Regions from separate parts of the Mus musculus genome. Here regions 1, 2 and 4 are each linked to region 3. Evidence: chromatin contacts called from public promoter capture Hi-C data. All regions are on one chromosome and are shown on one strand. Each heading gives the region's core, a stretch centred on a gene start, on an enhancer-like site or on the middle of the called end of the contact. The rest is flanking DNA. Distances are from core to core; before and after follow the strand shown. Region 1 overlaps Ubash3a (ubiquitin associated and SH3 domain containing, A). Region 2 overlaps Tmprss3 (transmembrane protease, serine 3). Region 3 holds the start of Abcg1 (ATP binding cassette subfamily G member 1). Region 4 holds the start of Rsph1 (radial spoke head 1 homolog (Chlamydomonas)).

Evidence for each region. Promoter capture Hi-C pulls out the DNA fragments that hold promoters and counts their contacts. Capture Hi-C pulls out chosen DNA fragments and counts their contacts.
Region 1: a promoter capture Hi-C map of the HPC-7 cell line shows a contact between it and region 3, with 2.2 times the contacts expected there. The contact joins the enhancer-like site here to the promoter of Abcg1 in region 3. A contact is called at or near these places in 8 of 39 promoter capture datasets (the HPC-7 cell line, embryonic stem cells, hippocampal neurons and 4 more), 4 of 115 datasets of contacts at active chromatin or transcription factors (the HPC-7 cell line, bone marrow-derived macrophages, effector CD8 T cells and 1 more) and 3 of 9 other capture datasets (adipose tissue, embryonic stem cells and liver).
Region 2: a contact with region 3 is called in a promoter capture Hi-C map of hematopoietic stem and progenitor cells, with 2.1 times the contacts expected there. The contact joins the enhancer-like site here to the promoter of Abcg1 in region 3. A contact is called at or near these places in 6 of 39 promoter capture datasets (the 3T3-L1 cell line, 3T3-L1-derived adipocytes, embryonic stem cells and 3 more), 1 of 115 datasets of contacts at active chromatin or transcription factors (embryonic stem cells) and 2 of 9 other capture datasets (adipose tissue and embryonic stem cells).
Region 4: a contact with region 3 is called in a promoter capture Hi-C map of pancreatic islet. The contact joins the promoter of Rsph1 here to the promoter of Abcg1 in region 3. A contact is called at or near these places in 4 of 39 promoter capture datasets (the HPC-7 cell line, hematopoietic stem and progenitor cells and pre-B cells), 3 of 115 datasets of contacts at active chromatin or transcription factors (double positive thymocytes, embryonic stem cells and forebrain) and 2 of 9 other capture datasets (adipose tissue and pancreatic islet).

What each region holds. Positions count from the first base shown.
Region 1 is chr17:31,222,551-31,228,294 of GRCm38.p6, reverse strand. It overlaps Ubash3a (ubiquitin associated and SH3 domain containing, A), which reads right to left. Exons shown (of 14, transcript NM_177823.4): 7 at 65-191. Among named protein-coding and RNA genes, the nearest start is that of Ubash3a, 17 kb to the right of the region's middle. Within about 2 kb of position 4,289, at least 95 of the 459 cell types and tissues checked have an H3K27ac peak or open chromatin away from gene starts, as enhancers often do. A contact at or near this core is called in the HPC-7 cell line, bone marrow-derived macrophages, effector CD8 T cells and 2 more, where this site is marked.
Region 2 is chr17:31,184,682-31,190,012 of GRCm38.p6, reverse strand. It overlaps Tmprss3 (transmembrane protease, serine 3), which reads left to right. Exons shown (of 12, transcript NM_080727.2): 6 at 297-340; 7 at 709-874; 8 at 1,544-1,713; 9 at 3,415-3,510; 10 at 5,302-5,331. Among named protein-coding and RNA genes, the nearest start is that of Tmprss3, 10 kb to the left of the region's middle. Within about 2 kb of position 3,687, at least 13 of the 459 cell types and tissues checked have an H3K27ac peak or open chromatin away from gene starts, as enhancers often do. A contact at or near this core is called in hematopoietic stem and progenitor cells, where this site is marked.
Region 3 is chr17:31,056,062-31,061,673 of GRCm38.p6, reverse strand. Abcg1 (ATP binding cassette subfamily G member 1) reads right to left here and starts at 3,980. Exons shown (of 15, transcript NM_009593.2): 1 at 3,818-3,980. The coding sequence starts at 3,859.
Region 4 is chr17:31,274,130-31,279,504 of GRCm38.p6, reverse strand. It overlaps Rsph1 (radial spoke head 1 homolog (Chlamydomonas)), which reads left to right and starts at 2,209. Exons shown (of 9, transcript NM_025290.4): 1 at 2,209-2,303. The coding sequence starts at 2,250.

The DNA.
Region 1 (5,744 bases), core at 3,040-5,539, 170 kb before region 3:
TGGTTTACTAGCAAAACAATAAACAGACAAACAAACAATAACAACAACACAAGGGTCCTGTTACCTGCAAAGCTTGTATGCTGCTAACACTCTTTGACATTGACGGAGTGTGGGGTTCCCCATTTCCCCTGCAACTGGCTTCAAAATCCTTCCTAGAGTTCAGGTCCATGGCTAGATTGAATGTATACGTCCTGTGGGGGAGGAAGAAGAAACTGTGAACAGAGGCATGACATGGCCTCATCATGGTTTCTGGTCATGGATGTTCCTGGGAATGCCTGCCTCAACCTCTGCAGTAAGGATCAAGGCCACAAAAGAACACCAAGTTGCAGAGCGCCCAGATCATGGCTCAGGAAGCCTGTAGCATCACAATAAAGCCTGCCTCACTGCTGTGGCCAGGTGTTCTTCAAATGTGACTTTATTTTAGAGATGGCAGGTTTTCCTTGTCGCTCAGGCTAGCCGAGAACTCAAGGCTCAAGACAGCTTCCCACCCCAGCCTTCCAAGTCGCTGGGACTGCGGATGTGTGTCTCTGTGCCAAGTTCTGATGTTTTCAGCACTGCTAAGAAGGTACCTTTAAGATGAGATTAGCGGCGAGACCAGCAAACCTTGAATAAATTAGATGATCCCATGCATGCAGGGTCAGGTGAGAGTCTTAAGGCAGGAGAGATGGAGGTCTCCATGGAGCAAGAGTGGATTCTGTCTCCAGGTTACCTTCAGACTCAAGCTATAGCCCCAGATCTTTCCTGGGCCCACCTGCTGGGCTGACCTTCAGACTTTGGATCTGTCAATCACAAACTTCAACAGATCCCCTCCCCATCTCACCCTCTACATCTCTATATCTTACTGGTTGTGTACCTTTAGTAAATATCAAATCTATTTTTTTCACACATCATCTGCTGATTTACCATCTACTGTAGTCAGAGGTGTTCAGCTGAAAGTAGTCGGGACATTGTAATAGTGACCAGACACCTCAAGAGCTAGAGATGTGTTCTGTGGGTAGTGGGTACTGATGGCACCTGAGCACGTGCAGGTAACCAGGAAACTGTAAATTACTTAAAGTGCCAGGAAGCGAACAGGCAGTCAGGAACTCTGGGGACACACGGGTAGGGGAAGAGCCACAGCAAACTGGAAAGCGAACCCCAAGATATGAAACAGGAAGGGGTTGGTGCATACAGAGTTCCTTCCTGTCCAGAAGGACTAGGCGGGTGGCGAGAGAGAAGGGAGAATGACCAAGACAGAGCATATGACTCCTCCTCAGAGCAGAAAATGAGTGATTTTCCCAGGGAAGAAGCCATTTCTGACAAGGAGAAGTTTTGGTAAACTGTTTAAAAAGTAATGGCCAGCCCCAGTGACAGCTACTCATGCGGTTCCTGGACAGACACGCTGGGCTCTTCTGGGTTGTGTTCCATGCGAAGTTCTGCCTGCCACCGTCTATGTCCAAGAACCTTTGCTATATCTGAGCATCTATTGATCTAGCAAGGTTATTCTCCAATTCCTTTATGGACAAGGAACAGTTTGATTCATTACTGGAAATGTGGGAAATGGTTACCACCCACTGAAAATGCAAAGATGGTCATGGTTTTGTCGGCTGTTGAATTTAACAACTTAATTTATGCATCCATCCATATTTAGACTCTGGTCCACTTTTTTGGGGAGGAGGGGGAAGCAGATTGTATAGCTAGGTTTCAGAAGGTAGAGTATTATGGGCTGCAATAATGCAGGGGTGGTGGCCTGGTTGAGTAGGCTTCTGGCTATCTGGGGATGGAAGCAGCTCTCCCAAATTCCTCAAGGCTGTGATTGACACAGCCTGTGGGTGGTTGGGGATAGAGGTGGGGATGGAGGAGCGAGCAGAGGAGGCAGGCACTCGGAGTGTGTGTGTTTGTGTGTGTGTGTGTGTGTGTGTGTGTGTGTGTGTGTGTGCATGGGTGCGTGCATGGGTGGCTCAACTCTCTTGAGGGTTAGCAGAACAGCAGAGGCTGTTCACAGAGTGTGAACCTCGCTGGGGTGATGGGAGAATTCCACACCAGGCTTCTCTCCCTTCTTCTTCTCTCCCTTCCCCTCCTCTCCCTGACATCCTTTCTCTGCAGTCTTATGGATCATGCCTGGGCCTCACACATTAGACCAGTGCTTTACCACGGACACAGATGCGAGCTCAACTCCCCACTTTGCAGCTGAGCCACAGGACATTGCTCTTGAAGGAGATGTGGAGGCTGTGAGATTTGACTTGGCCACTGTAAGCCTGGATCTCCACTAGTGACACCCGCAGTACCACTGAGCTAGTTTTGGGTGAATGTTTGGCTCGGGGTCACATGGGATCAGAGTCACTGCCATTTTCAAAGGCAATGCTCAGACAGGCTCCCCTCACAGGAGCAGACTCACCTCATTAAAGCTCAGGCCTTGCCTTGTTCTGCCCTGGGGTGCCCTGGTTATTCTGAATGTACCGAGGTCATGAATGCCAAGCGGTGACTGGTCACCAATAAAGATGGGCCTACCAAGCGTTCTGAGAGACCTCTTGGCTTCGGCCCCACCAAAGCTCTCCCATCACCGAAGCCGGAGGCATGTTTGTCTAAAGACACGTTCTTTCTGTTTATTTCTTGTCTCTGCCAGGCACTGACTTGGGTAAACAAGTGTATGGGGAACAAATTACCATGGATGTCATTCACCCTTCTCCCCCAGCTTCTGTGGGGTTCTCAGACATGCATTTCCCAGGATGCCAGATAAATCTCTTTGTTACCTTATACTGCCTTATAGCCTCTGACCCAAAACCCTATTTTAATTTTTGATATATTATACCATTAGTAAGTATCTTCTTCTTTTTTTAAAGATTGATTTATTTTATGTATATATATGTGTGTATGTATATGTATGTGTATGTATGTATATATATATATATATACATACATATACATACACACACACACATACACTGTAGCTGTTTTCAGACACAACAGAAGAGGACATCGGATCCCATTACAGATGGTTGTGAGCCACCATGTGGTTGCTGGGAATTGAACTCAGGACCTCTGAAAGAGCAGTCAGTGCTCTTAACCACTGAGCCATCTCTTCAGCTCCATTAATATCTTCTTAAAAAATTTTTTTTGAGACAGGATCTGAGGTATCCCAGGTAGGCCTTAAGCTATGTAGGCAAAGAGTGTGGGATTCCAGGTTTAGAGGACTCTGTAGATCAAACTCAGGGCCTTGTATGCACTGGGCGAGCCCTCCATTCATTGAGCTACGTGTTGATCCCTCCTCTCATTACTTTGGCCCCGATGTCTTCCCAACTTTTCTCTCCTGATGTCTCTTCTAGGTAAATACCTCATTTACTCAGTGGCATTCAAAGCAATGATCCCATCAGGATTTTGTCTGAAGTATCGTAAAACCGGAAGTGACTCTGAAGTTGACAGCTCTCTCTGACTCACTCTCCTCAACCACCCATGAGGTGCGTTTTTATTTACTCAGCCCCTTTCTGGCAGGGAACAGTTCCCCACCATCCCAGCCCGAGACTGTCTAGAGCCACTCGGCCTCACTTGCCCTGAGTCTCTCGGCAGCAGCTGTCTGCCTGACACCTGTGACCACGCTCTGGGCCATCTGTGACCTTTGTGGCGTTTTGATACAGTTCATGTGTTTAAATGTTTTATTTTACATATATGGGAGCTTTGTCTACATGTATGTCTGTGCATTGTGGTTCTGGCTGATAGCCATTGAAGCCAGAAGAAGGCATCAGATCCCTTGGGACTGGACTTCCAGATGGTTGTGAGCCACACTGTGGGTGCTGGGAATTGAACTGGGGTCCTCTAAAAGAACAGTCAGCGCTTTTAATTGCAGAGCCATTTCTCTGGTCTCAAGTATTTTTAGATTACCCATAAGTTATGGCTCTCTGTCCCTGTCATTGTGACGTGTCTTGTTTCAATTCATAACCTCTTATGGGCTCCTCCATGTGGACCTGGGCTGGAGAGATGGCTTGGCCATTAAAGGCACACACCAATAAGACGTGGACTTCATGCGTTCTTAAGCTACAGATGCCAGTGGGATAGAGTGCGGGTGTCAGTGGATCCTGGAGCTGAACTGTGACATACACTGCAGCCACTGAGAGCAGCTTTCAATGACCTGTCATGCAGAGCAGATGGAGCTAAAGCACCCTCACACAGGAAGTGTAGGCTGCTCTCGTCTTCCTGAGGGCAAAGCAGGGGTACATGTGTAACGTGGGGCCCACTGCCCAGACAGTAAAACCATTGTTATCTCCGAGTGACATCTGTGAACTTTACAGTCAGAGAGGAAGTTGAGTTTGTCTGCTAGTCATTCAACTAAAAATGCAAGCAAGAGGTTGGCGAGCACATGGGTGGCGAAGGGACAGAGGGAAGCACGTGACATTTTGTCGGGTTTTTTTTTTTTTTTCCTCTTGGACTTAGGTGTGTCACTTAGCAGTTAACTGATGCCATAGAAGTGGATGAAGTTTCTATTCACCTCTGTTCCTAGAAGGGGATTCACCTCAGTGTGTGGCATTTAAAGACAAAGTCGCTGTGTTAGTGTCTGCCCTGGGCTTACTGTCACACAGCTTCAATGACAGAACAGGTTTCATTGTCTCTCTGTCCCGGAGTGTAGGAGGTCCAAGATCAAGGCAATACAGGAGGAACTTGTGATTCATCTTGGGGACTCTGTCCTAGGCCTGGTGAGAAGCTAGTGTCTTCCCCTGTATCCTTAGTGAACTCTGATCAAAGTAAGATTGGATAAGGGACCCCTCAATTGAAAGGTCTTTCTCTAATATAAATGTTCATCAGGGCTCCAGCATATGAGTGTTTGGAGGGACACAGTTCATCCAGCAACGGCCCGCCCTTGCTGTGTGGAAGCCTCAACCTGACAGCTCGATTTGTGGGATTTGATTAGCTCTGTGGTGGGAGGTCTTCATGTGGTTGGAAGACAGCTTCAGCTTCTGTTGGGCTCTGATTCTCAGCCCCGGCCTTTCTGATCTGCAGCCGGGCTGTATACTTGTTCTGTGAAGATGGCTGAAACTGAGGTAGCGGTGGTCTGTCCCCCACAGCTATCTTCCAGTAATATGTGGTTTCCAAGTAACAAGTGGGTGGTGTTGGATTGGGACCACAGGGTCCTTAGAATCTTGCAGCCACCTGCTAGAGAGTTTACACTGGTGCTGGTGGGGGTTGTCTGTGAAGTACAATGTGTTCCAGTGCCAGCCACCTTCAGGGCTGGGGAGGTTCCTCTGAGTAGGAAGGGGCCTCTTCCCATGTGGTATGCAGATCTCTCCCTGGGTGCTTCTTGCTGTTTGTATCAAGCGTACCCTGTGTGAGTCCTGTGCCCTTGGGAGTTATATATGGAATGTATATACAACGTATAGTCTGGCCACAGGCCAACTCTCTATGCACATAGGTGTCAGTCTACATTCCCCACTGTTTAACGCTTTCATGACACATTCAGATTTGCCAGGACTTCCCTTAAGACAGTGTCATTGTGTAGCACTGGCCACCTTGGATCTCATGGAGGTCCGCCTGCCTCTGTCTCCTAAGTACTGGAATTAAGTCTGGGTGCCACTATGCCCCAATTTAAAACCTCCTTAAATGTTTAGAAGAATATTTAGCAGCTTTAAAGGCCATAGACAGCCTACTGCCAGTTCCCAGCCTATGTCACACCACAGTTAGCCTGGGGTTGGGGGACAGTGCTTGTAGTTATCCTGGTGTGTGTGTGTGGGGTGGGGGATGGGGTGTCAGATTGGGGTCGGGGAAGTGGAAGCTCA
Region 2 (5,331 bases), core at 2,438-4,937, 130 kb before region 3:
AGGGAAGGGAAGAAGCTAAGACAGCATCCTTTGCAAAGCCTTTTCATCTTCACCAGTTGCTCCCAACCCCCAAAACTCTGGGGGGGGGGGGAAACAGGTTCCTTTAGCAACAATCAGTCCCCAGCTCCAAGAGAGCTCCCCACTGGGGTTCAGGCTAAAGCAGGGAGCAGATGCCACAGGTTCTCTGAAGCCAGGCTTTCCTCTGACACCCAGGCCCCAGGTTGGCATTTGTGACCTCTGTTCTATAAAAACAGCAGCTTATTGGCTTGCCCATGAACTGTTCCTTTCCGCTGCAGGGAAGGCTGCACCTCAGGCCACGTGGTCACCTTGAAGTGCTCAGGTAAGCGTCTGACTATGTAGGGATCCACTGATAGGGAAGACTGCATTGATAGAGTCACAGCCCCCATTGGGTACAGCTCAAGACCCCTTCTCTTGGATGCTAGTGTGGGGCTAGGCACCCGGAGTCACTGTCAGCAGGGACACTGTTGATGGGCAGGGTGACGCTGCATGCTCTTATACTAACAGCTCTTCCCACTGCCTCCCACAAACCCCACCCACCCTCAAAGCTTCTGTCTGCCTGACCCTCTCATTGCCCGAGATTTGGCAGTATTGTGAGCTCTGGGTAGGGCACAGGGATTTTGCTGGGGTGCTGACATTTCCTCCAGAAAAGGTCACAGAGTTTACCCCTAACCCCTTGTTCTTCCATAGCCTGTGGCACGAGAACGGGCTACAGTCCCCGAATTGTGGGTGGAAACATGTCCTCGCTCACTCAGTGGCCCTGGCAGGTCAGCCTCCAGTTCCAGGGGTACCACCTATGTGGGGGCTCCATCATCACCCCTCTGTGGATCGTCACTGCGGCACACTGTGTTTATGAGTGAGTGACTGGGCCTGCTGCTGTGGCTTCGGCTCTTCCCAGAGCCTTGCCTAGTCCTGGGTCAGGTAGAGATGGGATGATCTGGAGGTGAGGGCAAGTCAGCAAGCCATGTGCCTTACAGTGGATCTGTCTCTGCGTCTGAGAGTGACGTGAGCTGAGCTGGCACAGGGAAGGTAGAAAAGGGAGGAGGGAGCTCAAGGCAGAATGAGACCCATTGAAATAAGGGTCCTAGGTCCTCCCGTCGCTCACTACTCCTCATCCATGGTATGACACAGCAGGATACCCTGGGTGGAAGTGCAGGGTATCCAGAGAACACTGAGCCCCCTTGAAGCTGTGTCTGCCAGGCGTTTAGTAGTCCCAGAAACACCTTAGTGGCGGATTCTCTTTTTATCTCCTGGTTTGGTTACTGTCCAATGGAGAAGAGCCTCTCTGCAGAGAGCAAAGCTTAGCCCAGATCTCAAATGCGTATCTCTGGGGTGTCATGGAAAGAATGACCTGTCTGGGGGTATACACGAGTGTGGTCTGTGTGGGGCACAGATGTGTAGGGTATTGGGCCATCTCCCACCTGGAGATCCCACATCTCTCACCATTTCCCTGGGCTCTTGGGACACCAGAGTTCAACAGGGCTGGGTCTCTCCTGAGATTCACCTCTCTGTTTGTGCATTTCAGCCTGTACCACCCCAAGTCCTGGACTGTCCAGGTGGGTCTTGTGTCCCTGATGGACAGTCCTGTGCCCTCCCATCTGGTGGAGAAAATCATCTATCACAGCAAGTACAAGCCAAAGCGGCTGGGCAATGACATAGCCCTCATGAAGCTGTCCGAGCCACTCACCTTTGACGGTACAAACGTTTAGGCCTCTGCCCTGCACTTGCTTTTAGCTTGTTTCAAGAGCTTGCCTGTCGAGGCACTGTTATACTGTCTGCTTTACTATCCTTGCATGGAAATTCCAAAATCTGATTCAGCTAGGTGTTGATGTAGGTGCATAGCATTTGCTCGTTAAAGGTGTGTGTTCGAGAGCACACATGTGCACATGCATGTGCATGCACAAATGTATGCATGCACATAGGGGGCCAGAAAGTCATTCTTGAATGTTGTTCCTTTGGAAGCAGCACCTTGCTTTTTTGGGGGATTCAGTCTCTTATTGATCTAGACTTGCCTAATAGACTGACTGACCAAGAAGCCCCAGGGACCCTTCTGTCTCTGTCTCTGCCTCCTCAGTACTGGGTAACACCCTCAATGCCACTACAGCTGCCTTTTTACATGGGTGGCCCAGATCAAACTCAGCAGTTCATGATTGTGCAGCAAGCACTTAGCCAGCACAGCTACCTTCCCAGCCCGAATTAGGTGTTTTCAGTGTGAGCATGTTAGGAGACGGAGCCCTTGCTTAAGATTTCAGCCTGTTACGTTTTTTAGACTTAGGTTGTCGACCTTGGCTGTCCCTCTAGTGCCAATTCAACCTCACAGCCTTCCAGTTCTGCTCTGTTCTCTCTGCCCTGTGCCAGCTGCAGATGGCTACCTGATGCCTCTAGGTGGCAGAAGAGAGCCGCCTGTCCTCAGGGACCCAGAGCACTTTGCTGTCCTGGTTTTTGCTGCTTGCAGCCTCTCCAGTGGAAGGAGCAGAGTCCCAGGCTGGGGCAGCTTGAGGGCTTGCAAAGAGCCTCTCTCTTCCATCTGGAAGGTTCTAGGTAGCCCAGCTAGAACTCTCAAAACTCACAAAGCACAAAGCAGGAGGAATGTTGGCTTCAGTAAAAGTCCTGACCATCCCAGGATAAGCACTCTGGAGGGCAGGCAGGGCCATTTCCAAGGTAGACTCCTATTCTCGGCAGCAAACCTGTGTGATTTCAAGGGCAACAGAAAAGCTGCTTAAGTGGGGGGTGGGGGTTACTTGCTAATTATTGTTGGTGATATTTGATTCTAGAAAGGGAGTTGTCTGTAGCATACTTGGCTAAAGAGTTAAATAGTTAAATATGTCTCTATCCTTCTCCACTTTTCCATGATTACCATGCAGGATGGGGAGGAGGGGGTGCATCTCAGGTGCTGCTCACACAGAAGCCCTGGGCACATGCAGCTGCTTGGCTTTGCTAGAGCATCAGCGGCATAGCCTAGATGCAGGCCGGCTGTCACCACTAACACTTAACGTCTGGTCCAGGAGTGATCAACTGTGGCCCAAGGGCCAGCCACGTGTGACCCAATGCACATTTGAGCGAGTAAAATCTTGTCATAAATCCATCAGCCCCTTTGTGTATGTCTCCTGCGGTTCCAGCAACCGTGATGAGGTCCACATAGCTCACAAGCCTGAACTGTCTTCTATCCAACTGTCCAGCCTTTTACAGACAGGCTTGGCTGCTGGGCTCTGGACTCCTGCCACAGTTTAGGGCTACATCTGGGAGATGAGTGGGCGTGGCTTCTGCTCTGAGCTAGCTCCATAACCAAGGCCCAACCACTTCCTAGAGGGTGGGTTTAGAGACCTGAACACGAGGTCAGTTGATTTCTGGGGCAGTGGCTTCAGGAACTTCACCTCATTGTGCCCCTTCTAACAGAGACCATCCAGCCCATCTGTCTGCCCAACTCTGAAGAGAACTTTCCCGATGGGAAACTGTGCTGGACCTCAGGATGGGGAGCCACAGAGGATGGAGGTCAGTGGTCTGAAGCCTGAGACAGGGAGGGCCCCTCGGGATGCTTGGATGTCCCAGCTCAGGGTTGGGGCAGGCCAACTGTTCACAACAGCCATCTGCTGAATAGCCGTGGGTCACCATGGTGCCACTCCTCTTTGGACAGTGTGACGTTTTGAGGTTTCATGAAGAAATGAGCTATAGTGGAGAAGTGTGGGTACTTCTCCATGGTGAGGCCTCCACCCAACCCTCCTTCCTGCCCCTTCTTACTCTACTGAAGCAAGTGTCTGAAGCACACCTTGATGAGCCTCAAGCTTGTACCAAGCAGTACAAGATGACGAAGTCTTGTCTGAGAACTGGCATGGTGTGTTATTTTCTCCTATGAGCTTGCTATAGAAGGCATGACTCAGCTAATTCCACTGCTTTGGTAATGCTAATACTCTCAGTGATGGTCACGTCATGTACTTGCCAGGGACATCTTTGTCCCTTGCATCCAAGGCACAGTGCTGACACAGTCTCTCCAGCAATGGCTTTCCTTTGTGCATTTTCTAGGCACAGGCCAGCCTGCTGTCACTAGAAACTGTAGCCAAACTACTGAGGCCTGGATGGCTCAAAAAGCTCAAAAGGGCAGACTTGAGTCCTCTATCTTTCTGAAGTCTGAGGTCAAGATGTCTGTCCCAGCATCTCTCCAGTGTCTGGTGGCTCTAGCTATCCTTAGTGTTCCTTGGCTGGCTAATGTGTCAACCCAGATCCAATGTCTATGTGGTTGTTTGATTTTTGATTTTTTTCTGTTTATTTGTTTTGTTTTTTTTTCCCTAATGTGAGCTCTGGGTATCCAACCTACCACATTCCAGGTTGATCCATCATCTTAGTCCCTTGACCCCTGGCCCCATGGCATCAGTTGTCAGATCTAGAGCCTGCCCTAAATGCAAGGTAACTCAGCCTCCACATGGTACGTGATCCATACTTTAGCAGCTTCTGCTCCAAGCAAGATCACATGTCTTGGTTGCAGGCAGGCAAATAAGAAGGAGGTTATAGTCAACCCATGAGAGAAGCTCAGGGTTCGCCTTTGGAGACGTGTTCATGCAGGCTCTCACTGCAGCCCAGGCTGACCGCATGAACCTCACCACAAGCCTCCTGCCTCAGCCTCTCAAACTCCAGGATTCAATGCCCACTTTGTTTGTTACCTTCCAGCCTCAGGGGTCACTTGTGCTGTAGGCTGGCTCCTCAGTTGTCTCTGGGGACGGTGACAGCTGTTGTCCCTTTACCTTTGCTCCCACACTCCTGGGTTCACGGCCTCATCCTTGACTTCAAGGCTGACAGGCTGATCTGACTCTGGAGTTGCTCTGATGTCACCTTCTTCAAGTTGTTGATAGGTCCTTGTAATTTTCATGAGTTTACCAGCATCATCTGGGCTAGCTCACAACCATACCCTTGAATACCTTCAAGGTTCCCTAGTCAATGGCAAAGCCACAGGTTCAGGGCCCACACCTGTATTTGGAGGGACACGTTACTGTTGACTGAATTCAGCTCTGTCCAGAGGTGGGCGGCCTTCAGGGCCTCAGTTTCCCTTTTGCAATGTGGACTGACTGGCATGGGTCGAGGCTTGGTTGGCTGTGAGACAGCACACTGAGCAGGGGACACTCTGGGTGCCACGGGCTCCGTGACAGTCTGCTGTCCCAGTTACAGTAGACCTGGTCTTTGCTGTGACTGCTTCCTGTCAGGTGGAAAGTCCCATGTCCCCTGGTTCTCTTGACTCTGTTCTCTAAGCCGAACTCTGTCTCACTATGAATTTCTTACATTACTCTGAGGCAGGTGACGCCTCCCCTGTCCTGAACCACGCGG
Region 3 (5,612 bases), core at 2,731-5,230:
AGACTGAACACTAGGTAACACCAGTCTGCTAGCCAGACACAGACATGGCCTGTGACCCTAGCCAGCTCAAGTTCAAAACTGAGCCCAGGGAAGAGAGCAGCTGTCCCTGCAGGATTAGGCAAAGGCTGTGGGGGGTGGGGGGTTAGTGGAGGGTGGGGGTCCAGGACAAAGTCTGTCTGCAGAAATAGCCCAGGCTGAGATTAACAAGACAAGATGAGGGCAGGGCTTTGTGTACCATGCTCCCTGCAGAGGGCCTCTGTGAACAGTGAGTCTGGAATATAGAAACCTAGACCTACAGTTATCATGTGGGCAGAGGAGGACAGGAAACAGGGTACTTGGCACAGATGAGACTAGAGAGGCAAACTCCATAAAGACAGTTTGAAGATTGCTAGGGACCCAGAAAGGGAACCCAAGCCCAGAGCTCCAGGCTCAGAAGGCGGTGGTATCAGTCACCCACAGAACTAGAGACAGAGGAGCTTAATCAGCAGGTTAAGTTGGAGCCCACTCTGCCAGCCGGTAGACCAAGCTGAGTGATTAGAACTGGGGAGGGAGGGCGGGCGGAAGCAGCCAGAGTTAGCTACTTAGGATGTGAAGCGTTCAAAAGCAAGACCACGTGCGTGCCCATGCTAGGCAAGAGACTGTAAACACTGACTAAGACCCAGCACGCTTAGTATATATACTCCAGCCTGCAGCCCGTGCTCTTAGCATTTGCATGGTACCAATGGTGGGAGGGAGGTTACCCACTCCAGTCCGAAAGCAGCAAGGTGGCCGCTCTGGCTCAGGACACCCAGCTCCCTGAAGCATCCTGAGCTGGCTTCCTTCCACCCAGCCATTTGACTGCTGCTTAGTTCACTGGATACAGCAGGGGTGTTCTTTAGACTGAAATGCACAGGAAACAGGAACTTAGGCAGCCTCCTTCAGCAAAGAGGACAGCCCCACCCTTCCTCCACCGGTGTCCAGTGGCCTCACCCAATTAATAAAATCATGAAAACCTTTGTGATGAGACAGTGGCCTGTCACTCCAAAATAGACCAGCTCTCTGGAAACACATCCTCTGATGCGAGCTGCTAGCTAGCAATGTAGGTTACAGCGAGCTCTGCCTCAGCCTCCTGAACTCATTAAAAATAAAACAAACACCTATCGGCTCCTGTTTCCCCCCCCTCAGCTGGTCCATTTCCCTACCTTCCTGTCTGGACACTGTGCCCTCTCCTTAAGGAATGTGTTTTTAAGGACTGAACAGACGGTAAAGGCAGGAAGTCCGTTCCTGGGAACTTTGTACAGAGGGGACCCTGGGGTGGGGGGAGGCTGTTTAAGAGATTGCTCTCTTGGCAAAGTGTCCAGTGAGTTCCACACAAATGCTGGGAAGCTAGAGACACCAGAGTAGTGGGGGAAGTTCACACACAGCCAGCAAGCCTCACCTAGGCTTGGAAGACCCCTTCACTGAGATAGATACATTCTGACACAGAACTTCTCTCTGCACACTGGGGCAGGGGCCATCCGGTTTCTCTGTGTTTCCTCACGACCAACTAGGATGCTCACCCAGACGGTATCCTAGGGCATCTTGGGTGCATCCAAGGAAAACAGGCTAACCCATAATCAGAGCAATTTCCCACAGGAAAAGTATCCCAATGTCACACTCTGAGCTAAGCTTAAAGGGCAGGTTACACTTGAGTGACCGCTCACAATGCCACAAAGCTCCAGGGCTGACCATCCCATGGAAGGACATGCCCACCGTGTGTGTCTTTGCCACCTCAGAGAACCTAGTACTCCCAGATGCTCTGGCCCCCCTCCAGAATGCTCCTCCAGATTTAGAGGAGACACAGATGTTGTCACACAGACAACATCAGCAGGACCCTAAAGCAGGAGACTCTTAAAAAGCAAATCCTGAGGTCTTGTTATAACCAAGATAGAACATTTTAAAAGTTAACTTCATCTTTGTTTTGTGTCTATAGCACCCGATATTCCTAGTGGCTTTCACTTCCTATTCCCAAACAGGTCCCAACCAGGCTGACCCTGATTGGCTTCCAAGAGCAAACAAGATCTGTGGACCCAAGGTGGTATAACCACAGACAGATAGACGTTTAAAACTTCAAACAAAGGTGCCAGGTTTGCAGGAAGAAACGTCTTTTCAAATATATCAATAGGTTTCCCGAAAAATAAAAGATAAACCCCAGCTATTATGAGATTGGTAACTTCATAGCAGGGGTCTGGGCTGTATCAAACCATAATGTTGTATGGAAACCTATATCCTACAGCAGTTCGGTTCGTTTATCTACATGTTCAAACCAGTTCTGTGCAGAGAGAACCCATCAAACTTCCTCTCTTTGCAAAGATCGTCAATTATCATAATTTTCTGTTGCTAGTAATAATCTTCACATTGATAGATACGTGCACAAGGGCCAATTTTTCAGTGTTAACCAAGCCTCCAGGTAGAGTCAACTAGATAAAGGTGCAGACTGGAATACCCGAGGAGAAGCGATTCCTGTTTTCATTGACTCTGGCGAGTCTGAAATGGAGCACAGCCCAAGGATGGGGAGCAGCTTAGAAGGGTCTTCCTTCCCGCCTCACCCCACCCCCTGCTAACCACCACCATCACCACAGTGCATCTTTGCTCCATTCTATCGGTTTACACAAAATCATTACATAATGAGTCGGCGGGCAGGGCTCGAGACGAGTTCTACAGTAACCTGTTTGGAATCACAGGATGCGGTTGTCAGAGCAGAGCATGCGCACAAAGCCGAGTGCTTTTTTTTTTTTTCCTCTAGAGCGCAAGGCAAGAGGTAACTGTCGGTCAAATCCTGGGGAGCCTTGCTGACTTCAAATACAGGATGCTAAAAATGAAATAAAGGGGAGGGACTGTGAGATGTGGGCTTCTAGCGTATTGGGAAGGAACAGGCAGGCTAGTAACAGAAAGAAAGGCACGATTCGGGTGGGAAAACGGAGGGCTTGCTGTTTATACTCCACCACAGTCTGAAGTCAGCTTAAGAGGTTATTAACCGCAATGTCCGCTTGTTAGACAGAGCCGGTAGGGCCAAGGGTGAGACCAGACAGATGGTGGGCTGGTTTTTGTTGTTGTATGTTAGCTTTCTCCTGGAGCATTGAGTGACCGTGGAAGAGGAGACGCTTGCCCACCTCTGAGAAACAATACTTGTCTAGCAATTCTGTAGCACCCAGGTTTTGTCCTAACACTGGTATCTGGGGGGATGGGGGCGTGTAAATGCCCACACCCTACCCTCACCCTGGCAGGGATCTGAGCTCGTCCTCCTCTGTCTCCCCTGGGACTTCGCTGCCTCCTCCAAGAGTAGCTGTCTCTGGGGAGCGCAGGAGAGCAGGCTCCGTTTCGTGGGGCGCAGTTTCTCTTTTTGTGTCCCCCCCCCCCCACTGTGCCCAGGACTCCAGAGGGTGGCGCAAGAAGTCCCCCGCCGTCTGCCCGCTCCACAGAGCTCCTCAGAGAGATCTGACCCTCCCCTCCCTCGGGCTGAGCCTGCAGTCCCTCCCCAGTGCGCTTCCACATCTCCAGCCCCTCACCCAGGAGGCGGACAAGTCAAGGCCATCTACCTGTCCACTTGTGGGGTTGCTCGCTACCCGCGCCCCACTCCACCTTCTGGATGCCCTAAGCCAGTACAGGAGCATCTCAAAGCTCCAGGTGGCCAGGGCGGAGTCGAGCAGCGCCGGGCACCTCTCCAGAGCACCCCAGGTCAGCGCCCGGAGGATGCGCTCATAGGCGGCTGGTGTGAGGACCAGCCAGCCTGGCTTTGAGCTTCCTGTTTCCTTAGAAGATAAAAGCCAGCCCGGAGTGCGAAGGATGTGCGACTCACCATGGCGGTGCCGACCGAGAAAGCGGCCATCAGACAGGCCATGCCCCGGGGGCGGCGGCGGCAGCGGCAGTGGAGACAAGTCTGCGGGCGGCGGGGACGAGGTTGCAGGAACGAGGCTGCGCTTGCTCCTGCTCCTCCGCGGCGCTCTGCGCGGGTTCCGACTGCGCCCCGGCCCCGCCCCTGCCCACGATTGGGCCGGGCGGAGGGGGCGGGGCGCCGACAGGTGCGCGTGCTCTTGTTTTGCTCCTGTTGCGGAGCGGCTGGAGGATGCTCTGGACCCGAAGCTGTCTGCTAGGCCTCTCCCAACCGCCTGGGCCTGGGAAGCCCACTTCAGGGACCCTGCAGGAGCTGGGCCAGCTCAACCCTAGACGAACCAGTGGGGGCGCCCTACAAACCACGGGGTCCTTGTTTCGGAAACCTCCCGAGGTAGCTTGAGATCAATGGGATAGGGAAGAAGGCAGGTGGCTCCTTTGTTCTGCCTTTGTTATGCATGCCTTCCAGGTAGAAGCCCCAGGGACAAACGTAGAAAACAGCCCCAGGGCTTTTCCCTTAGCGCTAGTGTGCGGTGACCCTAAATTGAGGCAGCATGGGCGTTCATACAGATAGCTCCTAGGTCTCCATCAGCACCACTCCATCCCCAAATAAGCCACAGGGGTGTTTCCAGTGTCTTACACAGCCACGTTCTTGTACCCTACTGAAACCCCTGTGATTTGTAAATGGGACGTTGCGTGGTAACCGTGGTGAAAATCTTTAATCCCAACCTCAGATCCTAAACTAAGTCTTCTGTTGAAATGATTCTCTGTCACCCCCAGCACAGTAGAGCCACCCGCTCCAACACTTGGGTGTGCTGGGGTACTTTCTGCTCTCCTAGAAAGGGGCAGGCAAGTGGTTGTCACATCCTCAGATCCTTGACCTCAGCTAAGCTTCTCCCTAGCATCACAGAAAGAAAAGTGGGTGTGGCTGAGTTTGGAGGGAAGAGGGTGGGCTTCTAATACCGGAGGGACCGATGGCCCTATCTGGTATCAAGAAGGCTGACAAAGCCAGGGCATTCTAGAAGGTTATGAGTACAAACCTCCTTGTGAGACTATGCTGGGGCCTAGCAAACACAGAAGTGGATGCTCACAGTCAGCTAATGGATGGATCACAGGGCTCCCAATGGAGGAGCTAGAGAAAGTACCCAAGGAGCTAAAGGGATCTGCAACCCTATAGGTGGAACAACATTATGAACTAACCAGTACCCCGGAGCTCTTGACTCTAGCTGCATATGTATCAAAAGATGGCCTAGTCGGCCATCACTGGAAAGAGAGGCCCATTGGACACGCAAACTTTATATGCCCCAGTACAGGGGAACACCATGGCCAAAAAGGGGGAGTGGGTGGGTAAGGGAGTGGGGGTGGGTGGGTATGGGGGACTTTTGGTATAGCATTGGAAATGTAAATGAGCTAAATACCTAATAAAAAATGGAAAAAAAAAGGATAGAAAAAAAATAAAAATAAAATTCAGATTAAAAAAAAAAAGAGTACAAACCTCCCAGGGAGTGAGAAAGGTTTCTGGGGCCTGGGCTACTGTCTGCCCTGGTGCCCAACCATGCTGTAAAGCAGCAAGAATGGACAAGGGGAGACACTGAATAATGTGACCAGGACACAGGCCATGGTATCAGCATGCCTGGTTTTGCAGATATCTACCCTCTGTCTGTTCTCCCTACTTTCAGAATTTTCTTCTGGCATTTCTCTCTTTCTCAAGCCCCTTCTACTCAACCCCATCCCCACCCCTTCCCCCATTTCCACGCCCCCTT
Region 4 (5,375 bases), core at 960-3,459, 220 kb before region 3:
GACAGACCACACACTGGAACCCTGGTGCTAGAGCAGAGACTCTCAGGATAACGACTCATCTTTCAGTTCTAATGACATGGACCCATGGCTGTATCTACATACGCAGATTTCCTTGTCCTTTTTTGGAGATGGAAACTCTGTCGTGGGGGCAGATGCAGAGAAATTGAGAATTTTTCTCTCTCCACAGTTCAGGATAAGAATATTTAATTCATTTCCCCATGTCTCTGTATATACACTATGTTTTTGCTCTTAATGCAAGTAAGTATTCTGACCCAGAGGCAGACCTCATGACCAGGGTTCTCATCATGCTGACAGAAGTCTCAAAGTGGTAGAGCCAGTTACCCAGGACTAAAACCTCCATAACCATTAGCTAAGCTGTGGCCTTGTGTGATTTGCTCAGTGGTGGAAAAGCCGCTGGCATCTACCAACAGCACCTGGCATTCTGTAGGAGACATTTAAACCCCAGCTGCTGTGGGATGTAACAGGTCAAACTTACAGGGATGTTGGTCAGAGGGCACACTAGCTCATGTATAAAACCTAGTGAGGACAGTTTGGTTACCTACCATACATCACAGTGACAGTTTTACCTTGCCTTCCTGTTGCTATGGTAAAATAGCATGGACCAAAGCAACTCAGGGGCAGGGATGGCTTATTTGGCTTACGGGCTGAAGACCTAAGAGGAGCACTACCTACTGGCTCATGCCCTCTGGCTTGCTTACACATCCTAGAGATGGTGCCGCCCACAGTGGGCTGGGTTCTCCTCCACCAATGAGCAATACCCACCACAGACATTCTCACAGACCAGGACACAATTCCTCGATTGAGATCCCTTCTTCCCGAGTGTGTTGGGTTGACAACCAAAATTGTCACAGTGACAAGGACAGTTCACATGAAGTGTGAAGAGCAGATTCTAAAGGTTGCACCCAGGAGTGATTACAGTGGTCGTGTGGCTGTGGCTGTGGCTGTGGCTGTGGCTGTGGCTGTGGAAATCGGCACCTGGTATGTGTGTGTGTGTGTGTGTGTGTGTGTGTGTGTGTGTGAATTGGAACACTGCATACACATCAAGGCACATTAGCATTTTAAATTGTCTGTCCCAAGTTATGTTTTACGTTTTATTACACGGGGAGACAGCTCTTTAGCCAATCTTTGGGGAGGAAAAAAAAGTGTATTGGTGTGCTTTCAAGTGTGGGCAAGCAGGTATTCCAGGGAGCTGGTGGGCTAGAGCAGGCAGAAGCCAGAAGTAGGAACTAGAGGATTGGGCGGTTTGGTTTGTTTGCAATGTAGCTAGTGCAGGGAGGGGGGATCTTGAGGACATAGAGGGAGCCTGTGTGTGCTTGGGTTTCTGCACAGAGGAAAACTGTGAGACGGGTAGGAGGCCAGATACCGGGACAGAAAGTCTAGCTTAGCAGGAAGGTCTGAGCCTGGGATGACAGTATAGGGGTGGGAGGGGACCCAGAGGGGCCTTGCAGGGTAGAATGTGGCACTGGAGGGACCTATCTGTAAGAGACAGTCAGTGTGAATAAGTGGGTCTGAGTGGGTCTGTATGCGTGGCATGACAGGCTGGGCCTTTGAGAGGAAGCCCACAGGCACCAGAAGACAGAGCAGAATGAATGTGGGTTCTTTGCGAGAGAAAGCTCAAAAGTAACCTGAATTGGTTTGAGATGTTAAACCCTGACCCGGGTCAGTGAGCATGAGTTTGAGTGGTCAGAATTCATCGCTCCAGTGTATACGTGTTGACAGGAAACAGAAAAGACTCAAGAGTACACTCATCTAGAGACCACAAACATCTCAGTGTAGATGAGCCTGGGAGGGTCCTTGCATCCACGGGGGACCCAAGGGATTGAAAGGCAAGGCCTAGATTTGAGATACATCTCTCATCCTAATGGCGGGTCTGCTTTTTCAGGTGGTTCCTTGTAGAGCCCACAAACTAGACTACTAAGGACATTCCCCAGGCCAGTGACACTGCCCATGTTAGGAGGCCAGGTCTGCGTGGGTACCAAGTCTGCCAAGGCCCCGCCCACCCCCTCGTCCTGGGCGGCGATTGGCAGAAATGCCCTTCCAGTTGCTAGGACACTATTCCAGCTCTTGGCTCCTCCCACGCTTCTTTTGCAGCCGTTTTCCGCCACTCTTTCAGGCGGAGAGCCAAGTGGGGCGGGCAGTGTCTCCATGACGACGCGGGACGCGCGTGGGGGTGGCTGGTAACTGCTTGATAGAGACGTTGCTCCTGAGATCCTGTCTGAAACCAGATCATGTCGGACCTGGGCTCTGAGGAGTTAGAGGAGGAGGGAGAGAACGACCTTGGGGTGAGAGCTCTTGACCAGGGAGGGACTTCTGGAGTACGTCGCAGCTCCGGAGCGGGAGGCGTGGGGACCGAAGGGCCGAAAGGCCGGGGACAGAACCACGCCGGCCACACTGGCGGCGCTGAGTCCAGGAAGTCGCTTGAAAGGTGAAACGCCGTGACGTCTAGTTTCCACCCTCCTTCCCCGCTCCCATCCCGCCTCCCATTAAAGGCGAAGATTTCTAGGCAGAGGGTATGAGTTAAAGGGATAGAGAAGGTTGCCTCCTGACAACTCACCACTGTGCTGAGGTGGCCCGGGCTCTCAAGGTTTCACCATGTAGGTCTTGAATCAGTGTCTCTGAACCATCCCAAGTCATCGGGATCACTTCCCTAGTGTAGACAACAGAGGGAAGGCAAAGGACCCATAGCCAGGATGTGCTCTCATGGTGAGTGCATTGTGGGCCGGCTGTTTATCCTTAAATCCGAGAATGACCACGCCCTGGCTGACAAAGTGGGGACTAGGCCTGCTGTGTGTGAGCAAACGGGAGTTTGAGCATCAACTGAAGAGCCCAGCCCTATGCTCTGTAATGCAGTGTTGGTACCTGCTCAGACCTCTTTGCAGGCTTCCCTACTTAACTTCTTCATCCATGAGCAGGAGCAGCTTGGTCAGTGGGAAGATGCAGGAGTGCTTTGGAGTCCCTTGCTCCCAACACCAAGGAGCTAGTGCAAAAAAACAGGACTCTCTCAAGTGTGAAATCTAGACCTCATGGTCTCCGTGCTGGAGGCTGGTATTGCACCTGAAGTTTGCAACATGCGCCCTGGCTTAGCTGCCTCCTTTCCAATCTGACAGACCTGGTTTCTTAGGGTTCTCCTTCCATGGGGAAGATGGCTCTGTCAAGTAAAGTGCTTGCTGAGCCACATGGACCTGAGTTCAGATACCACTATCATGTAAAGAGCTAGCACAGGAGGATCCCTGGAGCTGGCTGGCCAGCCTACCTGAACGGGGGGGGGGGGGGGGGTGTCCAGCTTTCAGTGAGAGACCGGTTTCAAAATATAAGGTGGAGAGATTCGAGGAAGACATTGCATGTCAATCTCTGGTTTCTAGAGATGAGCATGAACGTTCACATGAGCAAACACCTACATGGTCATGGATATACCCACCTTACTGCACATCACACACACACACACACACACACACCACACATACACACACATACCCCATACCACACACACCACACACACACACACACCACACATACACACACATACCCCATACCACACACACACACCACACATACACACCATACCACACACCTCACACACACACAAACCACACCATACACCATCCACACACACTCTCTCATGAGAGACACAGAGGTCATTAATCTACCCTCTGCTTCTGCTCATACATATCTGATTTACACACAGTCTCGTCTTCCATCGGGGTTTCCGGTTTGTTCCCCGCCCGCTCCTACTGATTTGTAACATGTTTAAGCCTGTAGTCAAGACACCAAACCACCTTTAGGTGAACTTAAAGAATGTCTCTGTTAGTCACCCATACAGCTCAGTCAGTGTTAGGCATACTGGGAGGTCCCTGAGATGGCAGTAGGGATCCACTTCTGTGACTCAGCGTTGGCCATAATGGGAGACCTCCAAGATGGGAGCAGTGACTTTGTGCATTGTGGGTATTAGCTACCTTTCTATTGCTGTGATCAAGCACCATGGCTCATGGAAGGAAGGGTTTATTTGCACTTATGATTCCAGGGGGGTGAGAGTCTGTCCTGGTGAGGAAGCAGGCACAGGGGCAGACATGGCGACAGGAACAGGTAGCTGAGAGCTGACATCTTCAGATTCGAGCAGAGAGCACAAACAGGAAGTGGTATGAAACTACAAACACTCGGAAGTCCGTCCCTAGTGATGTGCTTCCTCCAGCAAGCCTCTACCTCCCAAAGGTTCAGCAGTCTCCCCAAACTACCACCAAACGGGGAATCAATGCAGAGATAGATACATGAGCTTATAGGGGGCGTCCTCACTCAAACCACCACACTGTTGTTTGGAACAACCCTGAGATCAAATTTGTAGGGTTAAACACTTATATTCTAGGCAGGAATTTCTGAGCTAAACTGCTCACGGGTTTGTTTATGAGGTTTCCCACGTGATGGCCTGTACCAACCCCGTGCATTATATTTTAATATGTAATAATATTTAATGTTATTGTCTATGTTGAAAGTATGTAGAGTGATGTTATAAGCTAGCCATGTTATGTCATTACTGAATGCTCTGGCCATTTTAGTATGTATTATATGTGCTACATCCATGTATTTTGAGCCAGAAAACATTCATCTTAAAAACTATAGGAAAAAAGGGGAGGATTGCAACCTTGTATCACTTTTTTATTCCCTTGATTTTAGGGTTGGGGCTCTGTGGCTCAGGTGTGGCCTTCAACCCCATGGCTCAAGTGATCCCACAATCCTGCTTCAGCCCCTACAAGTGGTACTCCTTGCAAAAGTTGTGTGTGTGTGTGTCTGTATCTGTGTTTCTCTGTATCTGTCTCTATTGCCCTCTGTCTCTGTCTCTCTACCTTTATGTGTGTGTATGTCAGTATGTGTATCTGTCTCTGCCTCTCTGTGTATGTATGTATGTTCTCTGTGTGTGCGTATATATGTGTGTTTTTCTCTCTTTCTCTCTCCTTCTCCCTTCTCCCTCCTCTCTCTCTCTCTCTGAGCCTGTGCGTGTGTGTGTGAAGGGGTGAAACCCAGGGTCTTACACACGCTAGGCAGTTTCACTAACACTGAGATCCATCTCCAGTCTAATCAGCTTACAAGATAGATTGATTCATAGCAATTTCAGATTGGTTTAGAAGTGGTTTATTTTTACATTTGGGTTTTTTAAAAAATATTAATTTTTAAAATTTTGGGTGTATGGGTTTTTTTCTTTTCTGCTTGTACATTTGTGTATCACATGCATTCAATGAATGAGGAGGCCAGGAGAGGTCATTGAAATCCCTGGAACTGGAGTTACAGATGGTTGTGAGCCACCATTTAGGTGCTGAGAACTGCACAGGGACCTTCTTCAAGACCAGCCAGCGCTCTTACCC